Linked DNA regions of Sus scrofa: region 2 is linked to region 1. A link is a contact called in public Hi-C data. All regions are on one chromosome and are shown on one strand. The core of a region is the stretch at or near the end of the contact, and the rest is flanking DNA. Distances in the headings are between cores, read along the strand shown. Region 1 holds the start of CENPU (centromere protein U). Region 2 has its middle 29 kb from the start of HELT.

Region 1 (6,993 bases), core at 3,296-5,795:
CCATTGGCAAGGGCTAGTTTAAGGGTAGTGTGATGGATAATGCGTAAACTTGTTGAGGCCATAGTGCCCACTGGCTTAGTCAAATATCCATCTAAATGTTGCTGTGAATGTATTTTTTTATTTTATTTTATTTTATTTTATTTTTTTGCTTTTCAGGGCTGCACCTGCGGCATACGGGAGTTTCCAGGCTACAGGTCGAATCTGAGCTACAGCTGCTGGCCTACACCACAGCCACAGCAATGTGGGATCCTACCCCGGGATTTGTGACCTACACCACAGCTTAGGGCAATGTCAGATCCTCGACCCACTGAGCGAGGCCAGGAATCAAACCTGCATCCTCATGGATACTAGTCAGATATGTTTCTGCCGCACCACAATGGGGACTTCAAAGATATTTTTTTAAGGTGTGATTAATATTTACATCGGTAAACTCTGAGTAAAGCAGATGGGTGGGCCTCATCTAATAAGTTGAAGACCTTGAGAACAACAGCTGAGATTTCCCAAAGAAAGAATCCTGCCTCAGGACTGCACCATAGATACTATGAAGCTACAGCCATCAAAATAGTATGGTACTGGCACAAAAACAGACACATAAATCAATGAAACAGAATAGAGAGCCCAGAAATAAATCCATGCTTACATGGGCAATTAATCTACAACAAAGAAGGCAGGCATATACGGTGGGGAAAAGATAGACTCTTCAATAAATGGTATTGGGAAAACTAGACAATTACGTGCTAAAGAATCAAACTGGACTACTCTCTCACACTATGTACAAAAATTAACTCAAAATGGCCTAAAGACTTAAATGTAAGATTTAAAACCATAAAAATCCGTGGAAGAAAACATAGCACTATGCTTAGTAATATTTTTTTCTCATCAGGTAAGGGAAACAAAAGCAAAAATAAACAAATGGGACTACATCAGACCAAAGAGCTTTTTGGAGCTCTCTTGTGATGCAGTGGGTTAAGGATCTGGTGCTATCACTGCAGTGGCTCTGGTTGCTGCTGTGGTGCAGGTTCAATCCCTGGCCAGAGAACTTCCACATGCTGTGGGAATGCCCCCCCCCCAAAATGACAACAAATAACAAGTGTTGGGGAGTATGTGGAGAAAGGGCACCCTCAGGCACTGTTGGTGGGGGGAAAATTGGTGCACCCACTACGGAAAACAGTATGGAGAGTCCTCAAAAAATTAAAAATAGAATTGCCATGATCCAGCAATTCCACTCCTGGGTATTTATCTGAAGAAAATGCAAACATTAATTAGAAAGATGCATGAACCACGCCCCCACGCTCATTATTTACAATAGCCAAGATATGGAAACAACCCAAGTGCCCATCAACAGTTGATGGCTGGTAAAGAAGATGTGGTATATATATATACACACACATACACACAATGGAATCTTAGCCATAAAAATGAAATCTTGCCATTTGTGACAACATCAGTGGATCTAGAGACTATTGCGCTCATTGAAATAAGTGAGGCCAAGACAAGTACTCTATGATTTCAATTATACGTGGAGTCAAAAAAAAGAACAAGTGAACAAACATAACCAAACAGATTTTGAGATACAGAGAACAAAGTAGGTGGTTGTGAGGGGATGGGGACTGGGAACAGACTTCAACTTGGAAATTCTGTCTGCGTTTCTAGGCTGCTGCTCTGAAGAACTCAGACTCAAGGCTGCAACATCAACCTTTACCTGGATTTCTAGGTTGCTGGTCATTTCTGACTTGCCAGTGTCCATAATTAATTGTGTGAGATAATTCCATAAAACTATCTATCTATCTATCTATCATCTATCTATTTATCTATCATGTATCTACACACACATAGCTGTCTGTCTGTCTGTCTACCTACACACACACACACACACACATATCCTATTAGTTCTGTCTCTCTGGAACTCTGGCTAATAATGGTAGGTACATCATGACAGCTCATCTAATCAGAGTAAATCTTAGGCCTTCTTCTGGGAATGCTGGGACATAGCTGCTCTCTGTCTCTGAAGGATGGAATTCTGAGGTGAGACTTGGAAGGGCTGCCAGATGCAAGCTCTGGGCCAGAGTCCTCAGATCTAGTGCAGCCAGAGCCACTTACTACCTGCGGGGCTGCTGCTTAGTTTCCTCATATGTACAGTGGGATTCTGGAGCCTACCACATAGGGTTACTGAGAGGATTAAATGGTTTCATAAATACTAAACACTTAGAACAATGACTAGATCATAGTAAAAGCTCAATAAATCCAGGCGATGATGATGATAATGGCAGGATCCAGGCTGAGGAAAAGGCTGACCATATAAGAAGGGCAAGAAAATGGATTCAAAGCCTTGATGGCTTCTCCAACCTCTAGCTCAAACTAAGCTTGACAACCATCCTAGCACTGGACTTTTCAGTGACATGAGTTCATAAATTGCTTTATTATTTAAACCTATTTGGTTTGAGTTTTTATTTCCATCCAGAGCACTGAACCTCTTCTTGTTTTAACAACTGGATAGTTTCTTTTTTTGGACCCATAGCACAAAAGGTTTGACAACAGTCGCTTTCCTGGGAAATGAAACTTCCTTTCCACATTCCCTTTCTTATTCCTCCCTCCCTCTTTCCTTCCTTCCTTCCTTCCTTCCTCCTTCCTTCCTTCCTCTCTTTCTCTCTCTTTCTTGGCAGCACCCACAGCATGCAGAAGTTCCTTGGCCTGGGATAGAATGTTAACCATTACGCCACGAGACAACTCCCCTGACACTCTTAAGGGTGACAATTTTCTGAGATTCCAGGAACACTATTTCTACATTCAGTGGGGAAGTACCTTCAATACCTCAAAGGCAATTTACTCTTCTCTGGCAATTGCCCTAGTGATTCATAGGTGGGGTGAGCAGGTATTTTTCTGAAAAGGAATCAGGATGGACCTATAACCAAGGAGAATATGATCAACTTAAGAGAAATGCAATCAAAAACACAATAAGATACCATTTAACTTGCTAGTTAGGTAAAACATTTAAAGTATTGAAAATTCTAAGTATTGACAAGTATATGTAACCAGGAAGATTTTATTAATTGCTTATAAAACAATGTGTAAATATTGGCATTCTCACATAGCTGAAAATGTCTCTATCCCATGAGACAATAATAGCTCTGCTGCGTCTATCCCTGTCTCGTAGCTGTGTACCCTGCAGGACACTTACAGGGACGTTTAGCTGGGCATCATTGGTAACAGCAGAAAGACTGAAAACAACTGATCTATCCATACATAGAAGAATGAATAAAGAAAATGTGATATATTTACTTAATGCATTACAAAAATGAATGCATGAGAGCTACATGCATCACTGTGAATAAACCTAAAATTTATATCTTTGAGTAAGAGCACTTGCACAATACATCCAAATATTATTTGTATAAAGTTTAAAAATATACAATAAATAACATTTTAGGAATATAGCAAGGTAGAAAAACATGGGAATGAGAAACGCAACATTGGAAGTGTGGTTATCCTTGGAAGAAATGATAAATAAATATATATATATGTATTACTTTGTAATTATGTAATTAAGTAAATATATATGTGTGTGTGTGTGTGTGTGTGTGTGTGTGTGTGTGTGTGTGTATAGTCTATTTAGGGCTGCACGCATGGCATATGGCGGTTCCCAGGCTAGGGGTCCAATCAGAGTTATAGCCACTAGCCGATGCCACAGCCACAGCAATGCCAGATCCAAGCTATGTCGCCACCTACACCAAAGCTCACTGGCAATGCCAGATTCCTAACCCACTGAATGAGGCCAGGGAGCAAACCTTTGTCCTCATGGATACTAGTCAGATTCATTTCCACTGAGCCACGACAGGAACTCCAGGAATGATAAATATTAATTTCCTATCCAGTGGTGACCATCTGTGTGCTCCATTTTATCTTTGTATATGCTATATTATGTGCATGAACTCTAATAATTTTTATTGTGGTGATATATACGTAACATATAGTTTAGCATTTTAGCCACTTTCAACTGTACCATTTAGTGGCACTACTTAAGAATATTCACATGGCTATGCAACCATCCACCATTAGCCACTTCTAGAACTCTTTCATCATCCTAAACTGTGCTTTTTGATGTCTTGATTCAAGATATCATTGCTAGATCCAATGTCATAAAGCTTTTGCCCTATATTTTCTTCTAAGAGTTTTATAGTTTTAGCCCTTATAGTTAGGTCTTTGATCCATTTTGAGTGAGTTATTTTTTTTGGGGGGGTGATAGGGGTCCAAAATCATCTTTTGCAGGATAATGCATTTTTTAGAGAGAAAGTAAAGAATCAGAGAATATTAGCTCCAGAAAAGGCCCTCCCCACTTATGAGTGAAAAAACTGGGGTAGAAATAAAATAATAAGCCAAGATGACACAACTGATTACAGGCGTTGGCAGACTAAAAATCAAACCTTATTTCCAAATCTTTACTCTAGATAGCTGCGCAGGCGCTTAAGCACCCAGCGGTCCCACCCTGGGTTTGGATCCGCCCCTCACAGGCGGGCGCCCTCTCCAGTTCCGGCTCTGGCTCCTCCCCCTCCCGCCCCCAAGGGCGGGCCCTGGCGGCTCTGACTCTTTGGAACTTAGGAAAAAGGGCGAGGCACGTGGGTGAGAGGAAAAACCCGACAAATGTTTGGCGTATCATGCACTGTCAGCAACTGGTTTTAAAGCCTGGACTCCAAATCCGCTCTAGCGCAGTACCAGACCGGGTTTTTTCTAGCGCTCTAGGACGGGGAAGAGCCCTAGCCCGCCTGTGTGTAAGACCGGGCGCGGGGCGGGAGGCGTGCCCGCGTGCTCGGCCCCGATTGGCCGCTGGGAGCAGCGCGGGGTTTGGCGGGAGCTTCAGGAGCTGCGCGGGCGCAGGGAGCTGTGGGCCGTGATGGCCCAGCCGGGACGAGTAACGCGCTCAGGGTAGGTATTGAGGACCCTCGCGACGCAGGTTGGGGCCCACTTTATCTTCTTTCTCTTCCGCGGATCTTGGGCCTCTCGGAGCTGTTGGTGCTGCCTGGTTCTGGCACTGTGCTGTTTGTCCTAGCGATAAGTTTCCAGGTCTGTAAAAGGGGAGTAATAATAGTCACAATTTTCTAGGAATTACGGGGAAGCTTAGAGGAGTTACAGTTTATAACGGTGCCTGACGGGCAGGCGAGAACGCTGGCTAGTGTTAGCATCATTTTGGGTGAGTGTAGTCTAAAGTAGACAAAACATTTTAAAACGAACTGTCCAACAAATAACTTATGAGGGCGTACCACTCTACCACTTGCCAGACATCACATTCTAGTGGCTTTTACACTCTGGCTGGTAGTCAGTATTCTTATTTTCAAGACCTTGCTTGTTTTTATAACACAAACCACAGACCATAAAGTTGAACTACATCTCCGGCCGGCTGCTTGTGGTTCTTAAAGGAGCACTCCAGCCAGGATGGGGCAAGGTTTTTTGTTTTTAATCAAAAAGGGCATGCAATTTAAAATAGATTGCAAAACTGCTCTCTAAAATGTTATTCCCTCTGGATTTGTTGGCAAGTATCTTGCTGGTGGTGTCTGGTCCTGGCTGGAGGGGCCTTGGCTTGCTTTGATTAGTCTGCAAAGGAGTTCCACCTGGACCGTGGGAAGGCTTCCCGGAGAAGGTGCATTTGTAGATGTGGGGTGATGGTAGAGGCAAGCCGACAGCATAGGGGAAAGGCTGGGGCAAGACAAAGCAGGGAGGTGGAGTAAACTGAGACTAGATTCCAGTGGCCAGTGGGGAAGAACCTAAGACGCCCACAGTGGGGAGGAGGACTGGGAAAAAATATTGGAGCCTTGAAACATCAGGTGACAAGAGTTAAACTTTATCTGCTAGGCCAGTGGGGGGGTGGTTCTCTCTCTCTGTACACAAACATATACACATACATGTAACATTTTTGCCTTTTGAGATTCATGAAATCTGTTCATCCTCCCCCCCCAAAATGAAAGTTTGACATATGTTATCAAGGAGATTTCCATCTTTTAGGAGTCTCTTCTTGCTCCTTGCCTAGGTGAGAAGGAAACTTGACCTGTGGATCTGAGCACAGATAAGGCAGGGGTCCTTAGAAAGAGTAGGTTAAGAAAGTATGTGATCGGTTTCTAGTCCCATTTCTGTCACTTGGCTGTGACCACTGACGTTACTTACCTTTCCAGGACCCCAGAATCATAGATGCCTTACACCAATACCTATTCTCCCTTCTTTGGGGTCTGAGATTCAAATAAAGCAGTGGTTTTCAAAGTGTGGTTCCCTGACCAGCTGCACTAGGAGCATGCTAGAAATGCAAAAGCGTAGAGGCCATCCCAGGTTTACTGAATCAGCTGCTGCTCTGGAGATGGGCTAAGTGGTCTGTTCTAACAAGCCCTCCAGGTGAGTCTGATGCCTGAAAGCTTGAGAACCAAACTTTTTCTGTTCTTACTGTAATTCACAGCAATGATGTTTACATCACAGTGAGTACACACACACACAGTACGTACACACACATAAAACAAGGGGTATATGAAATACTATGTTCAGTGCATGGTACTATTATATTTTATATTCTCTTCTTAAGATTTCGGAGTTCCCGTCGTGGCGCAGTGGTTAACGAATCTGACTAGGAACCATGAGGTTTTGGGTTTGATCCCTGGCCTTGCTCAGTGGGTTACGGATCTGGCGTTGACATGAGCTTTGGTGTAGGTCGCAGACGTGGCTCCGATTTGGTGTTGCTGTGGCTCTGGTGTAGGCCGGCGCTGCAGCTCCGACTGGACCCCTAGCATGGGAACCTCTATATGCCACAAGTGCAGCCCTAGAAAAGACAAAAAAGAAAGAAAATTTTCTTCTTGTTTTTTGGGGGTTTTATTTGTCCTTTTAGAAAATGCTGAGTGTGGGGGAAAGGTTAAAGGATGTGATGGGGCAGTTGATGAAACTTGGATATGATTAGATAATTATGTCAGTGACCTGAAAATTGTGCTGTGACTACACAAGATTTCAGCTCCCTAGGAAGGA
Region 2 (6,440 bases), core at 2,332-4,831, 210 kb before region 1:
AGGGTCTAATCGAGCTGTAGTCTCCAGCCTACACCAGAACTACAGTAATGCAGGATCCGAGCCGCATCTGCAACCTACACCACAGCTCACGGCAACGCCGGATCATCAACCCACTGAGCAAGCGCAGAGACCCAACCCGCAACCTCATGGTTCCCAGTCGGATTCGTTAACCACTGAGCCACGACGGGAACTCCAAAAATAAAAATCTTAAAAAAATTTTTCCACGTTGAAGATTTTTTGAAAAAATTTTAGAAGGAACTCCTAAACCCAAGGTTTTAAATTAGAATCACTCACCCTGTGTCTGGACTCACTGAGGTTCAGGTTCTTCATGTCTCTGCACAGAAGGAATTCAGCGAGAGACAAGGAGATAGGCAAGAAATAGATTTATTAAGATAGGACGCTTGTGAGAGATGCAAGCGGACAGGCACAGAAGCTCTGCCCAGAGGATCCCATGGGCTACAGGTTTTACTATCCAAGGGGAGTGGGGGTTGGAAAAGCCCGCCTCTTCCTTTCTAGGAGTATTAGCTCCTCCTTGTATCTGGTGAAGTGTGTATTCAAATCCGCAGAAGGGTGGTCCTGAAACCCTTGCCCTTGGTCTGAGTATGAATGCAGGCCTGATGCCATCTGCCACCTGAGGCAATTCTCAAGGCTCCACTAACAAAATAAGCCTGCTTTGTGCTGATGGTTTTCTTGATCAATTTATTAATTTACAGTGATCTCCCAATGTCCCCTGTTTCCTCTTTAAATGTGGTCCTTTATCAGGACTTCTACAACTACCTGTGCCTACTCCACCCCTATCATTACCTCAGTAAAGCTGATTTGTTTTTTTTTAAAGACTAGTCTTAACTCCTCATTGTTGTATTTCATACTTCCACCACTAGGTGTCCCCCTGGCTAGCAAGATGTATGCGGAATGCTACCTTCTCGCACTGCGTTTTTGGAATAAAGGACAAGGGCTGAACAAAGTGATGTTTTCTTGCTTCCTGAGGAGGGGCAGAGGAAGGGGAGGGAGGGGGGTCTTTCTGAAGCGGACTTGTGTTCTGGCGAAACCATCCTTTTATTTTTATTTTTTTAATTTTAATTTTTTTTTTTTTTTTTTTTTTTGGTCTTTTTGCCTTTTCTAGGGCCGCTCCTGGGGCATATGGAGGTTCCCTGGCTAGGGGTCTAATCGGAGCTGTAGCCACTGGCCTATGCCAGAGCCACAGCAACATGGGATCCAAGCTGCATCTGCTACCTACACCACAGCTCATGGCAACGCTGGATCCTTAACCCACTGAGCAAGGCCAGGGACCGAACCCGCCACCTCATGGTTCCTAGTCGGATTCGTTAACCACTGCACCACAACGGGAACTCCAAACCATTCTTTTAATACAGAGGAAGAGTTATCAGTAAGCTGAAGGGTTTGGCTGTCTGAATCAACAGATTAAATGTGATAGGAACACTGTCAGAACTTAATTTGCACCATGGGAAATGAATGTGGCCCAGAATAGATACAGGACATGATTAACTGCCACTGGAGAGAGGATGGGCCTCTGGAGAGAGGGAGCGTTGAACATATGGAGCTAGGAGCTGCCCTAGACCCACACTTGGGCCCAATCAGTGGAGGGTCCTTTGCAGATATGCAGAGAAACTAATGCTGTGTGTCTTTTGGGATGGACGCCCACTTAAAGCCAAAGTCATTTTCACTCTAGGGTCTCCTGGAAGCTGCAGCACTCACTGCCAAGCCATAATCAATGATGGGTCAGTTGCTGGATCACCAGGGGTCTGGATTTCTCTGCTTTGCAGGTGGACTTTGAGGGCACCTAGAATACACTTGGTGATCTACAGCAAGCCCAGAATGGAAAGAAACTGCATTCATTCAATCAGAATGCTGCTGCAAGGGAGACTGTCTCCCTGAATTCTCCTACCCAGCCAGCATCCTTCTCCTGCCCACAACCACCCTGAAACTGTAGCAGATTCCTCAGGAGACCTGACCTGGAGCAGAGTCCACATCCTGGATCCATTGCTTCTCTGGTGCAGTAGCTAGGAGCCGGGCCTTGGGCATGTGGTTTAGCCTCTCCAGGGCCCCTCTGCTGTAGAATCTGTTTTCCTATAAACTGTGGTACTACTGGAGTTTTCATAGCTTGTAGTGAATGAGATAATGTGGGAAGTGTTTGGTGCAGAATCTGACCCCTAGTATAAATGTTTAATAGGTGGTGTCTAGTATTAAGGGGCTCTTTGGACAAGGAAAGGGCCACTACCTTTGCATCTCTTCAGTGATTATAAAGAATTGCTTTGCTCAACCCTTGTCTCAGCCAAAATGGAACCGCTCAGATCTCCATGGACAAGTACTGATATTCAAGTATTGCCAGGTGTGTGCTTCCACTTTGTGCTAAATGGCACACCTCGGGTGTAAGTTACCTGCCCTCCCAGGAGCTCAGAGTCTAGTGGGACACACACTCACAAAGGAAAACAACAGGTGATATAAGGGCTCTAAGAGGCATGGCTGCAGGGGAGTTGGGAAGGCTTCCTAGGAGGATCTCGGAGGATGAGTGAATGTCCCAGCTGGTGTGAGCAGAGGGAACGTGGGGTGGGAAGTGTGCACAGGGTCAGGGCCTGAAGCATAGCACAGCAAGTCTGAGAGTTGGGAGCCTGGGGGCTGGCAGGAGAAGGGACCATTGGTGGAGGGCAGACACTGAAAGGCTTTGTTTATCCCCCTGGAGAGTTTGAATTTGACCTTTAGAAAGCTTTTAAGAAGATTGGTCTCAAGAAGAATGACGCTTAGATGGAGTGGAGGCTGCAGTGGTGGAGCCTGGAGCCGGGAGGCTGGTGGGTGGATTGTTGCTGAGCCAGGTGGGAGGAGGAAGCCTGAAATAGAGGGGTTGCTGCTGAGTGGTGGCTCTGACCGGCTCTACCAGCTTGGGGGCCAGTCAGCAAGGGGTGAAGGAGAGCGAAGAGGAGGGTTGGTCCTGAGTCCCTAGCTTGGGGAACTGCACAGATGCTTCTGAGGGCGATAAGAGGGCCAGGCTGAGGCATGTGAGCTGGAGATGCTGGTGGACAGCCTCTTGGTTGGGGATGGGGGTGTCGCTGTGGAGGTGAGGTGGAGCCCTGTCTGGCTTTGCCAGAAGTTTGGGGAATTTTGGGGGCTGTGGAATTAGATGAAGCTTTTGTGATAAGTTAAATCATTCCCGTCACTTAGACCCTTTAAAAGCTGTATGAGTTATTTCAAGTCTGAACTGCCCGCCAGATCTTTTTTTTTTTAATAGCCCACAGAATTTTAATATCCAACAAAGAATTTTTAAGAGTTAAATTTATAAAATTATATGAGGACAAAAAGAGATGTGGCCACCAGATCTTAACACCTCTGTGCATGGTGTAATAAATTGCAAAGAATGATCACGAGTACACATTAACCATCTGCTTCATACGGCTAATGGGATGTCCTTTTACTAACTTCTAGAATTTCAACAGAAGTCCAAACTTTTCGGCTTCTGGGACCAAATGTTGTGCATGATATGTGCTCCACCTCAGTGGACAGAGGCCTACATGCACAGCTTCTAGAGTCCATCGCCAGAGCCAGCATGGCCTCCCGTGTCCTCCACAGCCCTGGGCCAGTGTCCTCAGGGTGGCTCTGTTGCACAACGAGGACCTCATAAACCTTCTGAATCAACAGAGACTGAACAACATCCAGGATGGTTTAGCATCAATGATCATTTTTGCCTTCAAGCATATTGAAGCTCTGTAAGCTTTCCCTACCACCCTTTCTAGCCCTTAATTCCCCTGCTATAGTCTGTGTCTGAGGAATGAGATGGATCCTGTAACTGGAAGATGAACTCGGTCAGAGGCCCCTGTTTCCCAGTCATGTCATATTACATATCATGTAGCTAAACTGAAGATGCCACGTTTTACTGGTAAAATAAATACAATCTGAATGTTAAACATCTTTCAATGGAGTGGAAATCAGGAGAGTATGCATACAAAATATCACACATATATTTCAGATCACATTTCAGCTAATCCTTTTACCTTCAAAGGTCTAACACTGATTGCTAAGTTGTTAGAGAATCAGGCTGTGGCAGATGGCAGACTCACAAAATATTTTTGTGGCCATAACTCAGAAACCCCTTTAGCAGAGCACTAGGTTTTCCAGATTAATGCCCTCTTTTTGCCCCCATTATTATAAATTCACTCTTCTCTACCAACAGGAGGGGCAAGATGTGTGCCCAGGGCAGGGAGTGCCCTGAGGTGGGGGGACTGAGGGTCTAGGCCCTGCCCCTCTAGCACTGTGTCCACCTTCACCCCCTGCGCCAGCACAGAGCCTGCGCTGTTTCCTCCAGGGCCTGTTCACCATATTGGCGGCGTCAGCCCTGAAATATGTTACTTCTACAATTGTCAACAAAGTCTTGTCATTTTTGGAGGCTGTGCCCATGGAGAACAAGGGCCACATCCCCTTGTCTGCCCAGATGTGCTTCTGCCCATCAGATAACTTAAACGTCCTTCTGCAGAGGAATGAGAGGCCTTCTGTCCAGTTTGGCTCAGCCAGGGAGGCCGAGGTCCAGGGGGACAGGGCGGGACTGAGGCAGTGTGAGCAAATGGCCCCGTTCATATCCCATCTGCACCCCAAACCCAGTGTGTCCTGCTTCTACTAGGGATTTGAGGTGACTGTTGTGACCTGGAGAGACTGTGAGATAAGGTCACTGCGTGTGGGCAGGAGCTGGTCTTCTCTGCAGAAGGTGGGCTTATCATCTGGGGGAACCCAAACCCTCTATCAGAAACCCCAAGGCGGGTGTTGACCTTGGCTGGGCAGGGAAGGGAGTCTCTCCCTCCCTCTCTTTAGGATTCTGACCATGTGCCAGGCCTTGGGGACTGATGGCCCCTGTTGTGGGAGCTGGGCAGGGAGGTGCCTGGGGAGGCCTTCATGCTGCTGTGACTAAGTTCTGTGATATGACTGGTTTTAAACCAAATCATCCAGGTGCATCTGTCCAAATTTCCCTTTTAGCAAAGCATTGTGTGTGCGCTGCTGATCTCCACATACTTCCCCTCTCTCCACCCAGCCTCTGACACACCTGGGCGTAGGTGGCCTCAGTGTGTAGCAGATTCCAAGGGTGAGGTCAGTTTTTAAAGATAAGGGTTGAGAGGCTTGGAGTAAAAGATAAAAGACAGAGATCGTAAAAAAAGATAATAAAGATTCTCCTTTCATTGATGACCATGGATGAGCCAGCTTCCAGAGAAGCAAGCCCTAACAGTAAGCAAGGCAGAAGCCCAGACAGGTAGACTGACAGCTTAAGTGGCCAGAGGTGCATGCAGGTGAATAGAGTGTGGAGCCTGAGGCCCTGGTGTCCAACCTGCAAAGCCACCTGCACGGGATTCCACTCCCCGGGAGTGGGCTGTAGGGAATCGGGCAGGTGCCTAGGAACCAGGAGAAGGAGTCCAGGGAGGGGCTTGAGGCAGGTACTCAAGGAGCAGAACAAGATCCTGTGTCCTGACACTGCAGTATGAGGCAGAGCCCAGTGATCAGGCCTAGGCTGCACAGTCTGCATGGCCGTGGCCCCCAGTCAGGCTGCTGGCCACTGGATGTCAAGCTACTGACCCTTCCCCTTCTCCTGCAGTCAGGAACCAGGCGGCTTCTAGAGTTGTGCCGTCCAATATGGTAGCGTGGCTTTTAAATTTAATTTTTAATTAAGTGAACATTTAAAAAAAAATCAAGGATTCAGTTCCGGATTTGCACTCACCGCAATCAAGTACTGAACAGTGAGTATGGCTAGCGCCTGGGGCAGCACAGATCCCAAGGTCACAGGAAGTTCAACTAAACAACACTGGGCTGTGCTGAGCTCTGGCTTTAGGCAGGGAAAGAAGGGAATCAGTGGACCAAGACGTTCCTGACATGTCGAGGAAGAGCAGCAGAGTGGCCCTGTCATCACCCAGGCAGTAACCTTGCTGCTCTCCCGACTTCTGCAAACCACCCATGTGTGCTACCTCTGTGCCCAGTTCCTCAAAGTCTTACAGCCACTCTATGGCCTTGTCTCTACAAAAGGCCTTGTTAGAAACAAAAACCAAACCAAAAAAAAAAAAAAACCTACTTTGATCCAGTGATTCTGCTTCTGGAAATTTATCCAATGAATATACTCATAGATCTTCAAAAAGGGACCTGTAGAAGGGACTTTCTGTGTGACATTATTAATTTTGGAAGGGTCGTATTTATTGGGAGTATAATTTGCATACAATAAAATTTACTCTTATTGGGTGTACAGCTGGATGAATTGTGTCAATGTATACAGTTGTGTAAACGCCTGCACGATGAAAAATGTTCCCATCTTTCCGGAAGTGCTGCCCTTTGTCATCAGTTCCCTCCCACAAGCCCAGCCCCTGGCAACCACTGACGTGCTTTTGCTTTCTATGCCACAGTTTTGCCTTTTCACATAGGTTGTGTAAATGGCATCACACAGTGTGTAACGTTCTTGT

The links. A called contact is a pair of places that touch in the nucleus more often than the background predicts.
Region 2: a contact with region 1 is called in a Hi-C map of adipose tissue, with 5 times the contacts expected there. The contact joins the enhancer-like site here to the promoter of CENPU in region 1. A contact is called at or near these places in 2 of 5 promoter capture datasets (fetal skeletal muscle and liver), 34 of 47 Hi-C or Micro-C datasets (adipocytes, adipose tissue, alveolar macrophages and 17 more) and 2 of 2 datasets of contacts at active chromatin or transcription factors (alveolar macrophages and skeletal muscle).

Annotation. Positions count from the first base shown.
Region 1 is chr15:45,849,013-45,856,005 of Sscrofa11.1, reverse strand. It overlaps CENPU (centromere protein U), which reads left to right and starts at 4,545. Exons shown (of 12, transcript XM_013984043.2): 1 at 4,545-4,920. The coding sequence starts at 4,889. It overlaps PRIMPOL (DNA-directed primase/polymerase protein), which reads right to left. Exons shown (of 15, transcript XM_021076332.1): 15 at 4,954-5,060. The coding sequence ends at 5,041.
Region 2 is chr15:46,055,647-46,062,086 of Sscrofa11.1, reverse strand. No RefSeq gene overlaps it. Among named protein-coding and RNA genes, the nearest start is that of HELT, 29 kb to the left of the region's middle. Within about 2 kb of position 3,581, at least 8 of the 83 cell types and tissues checked have an H3K27ac peak or open chromatin away from gene starts, as enhancers often do. A contact at or near this core is called in adipose tissue and skeletal muscle, where this site is marked.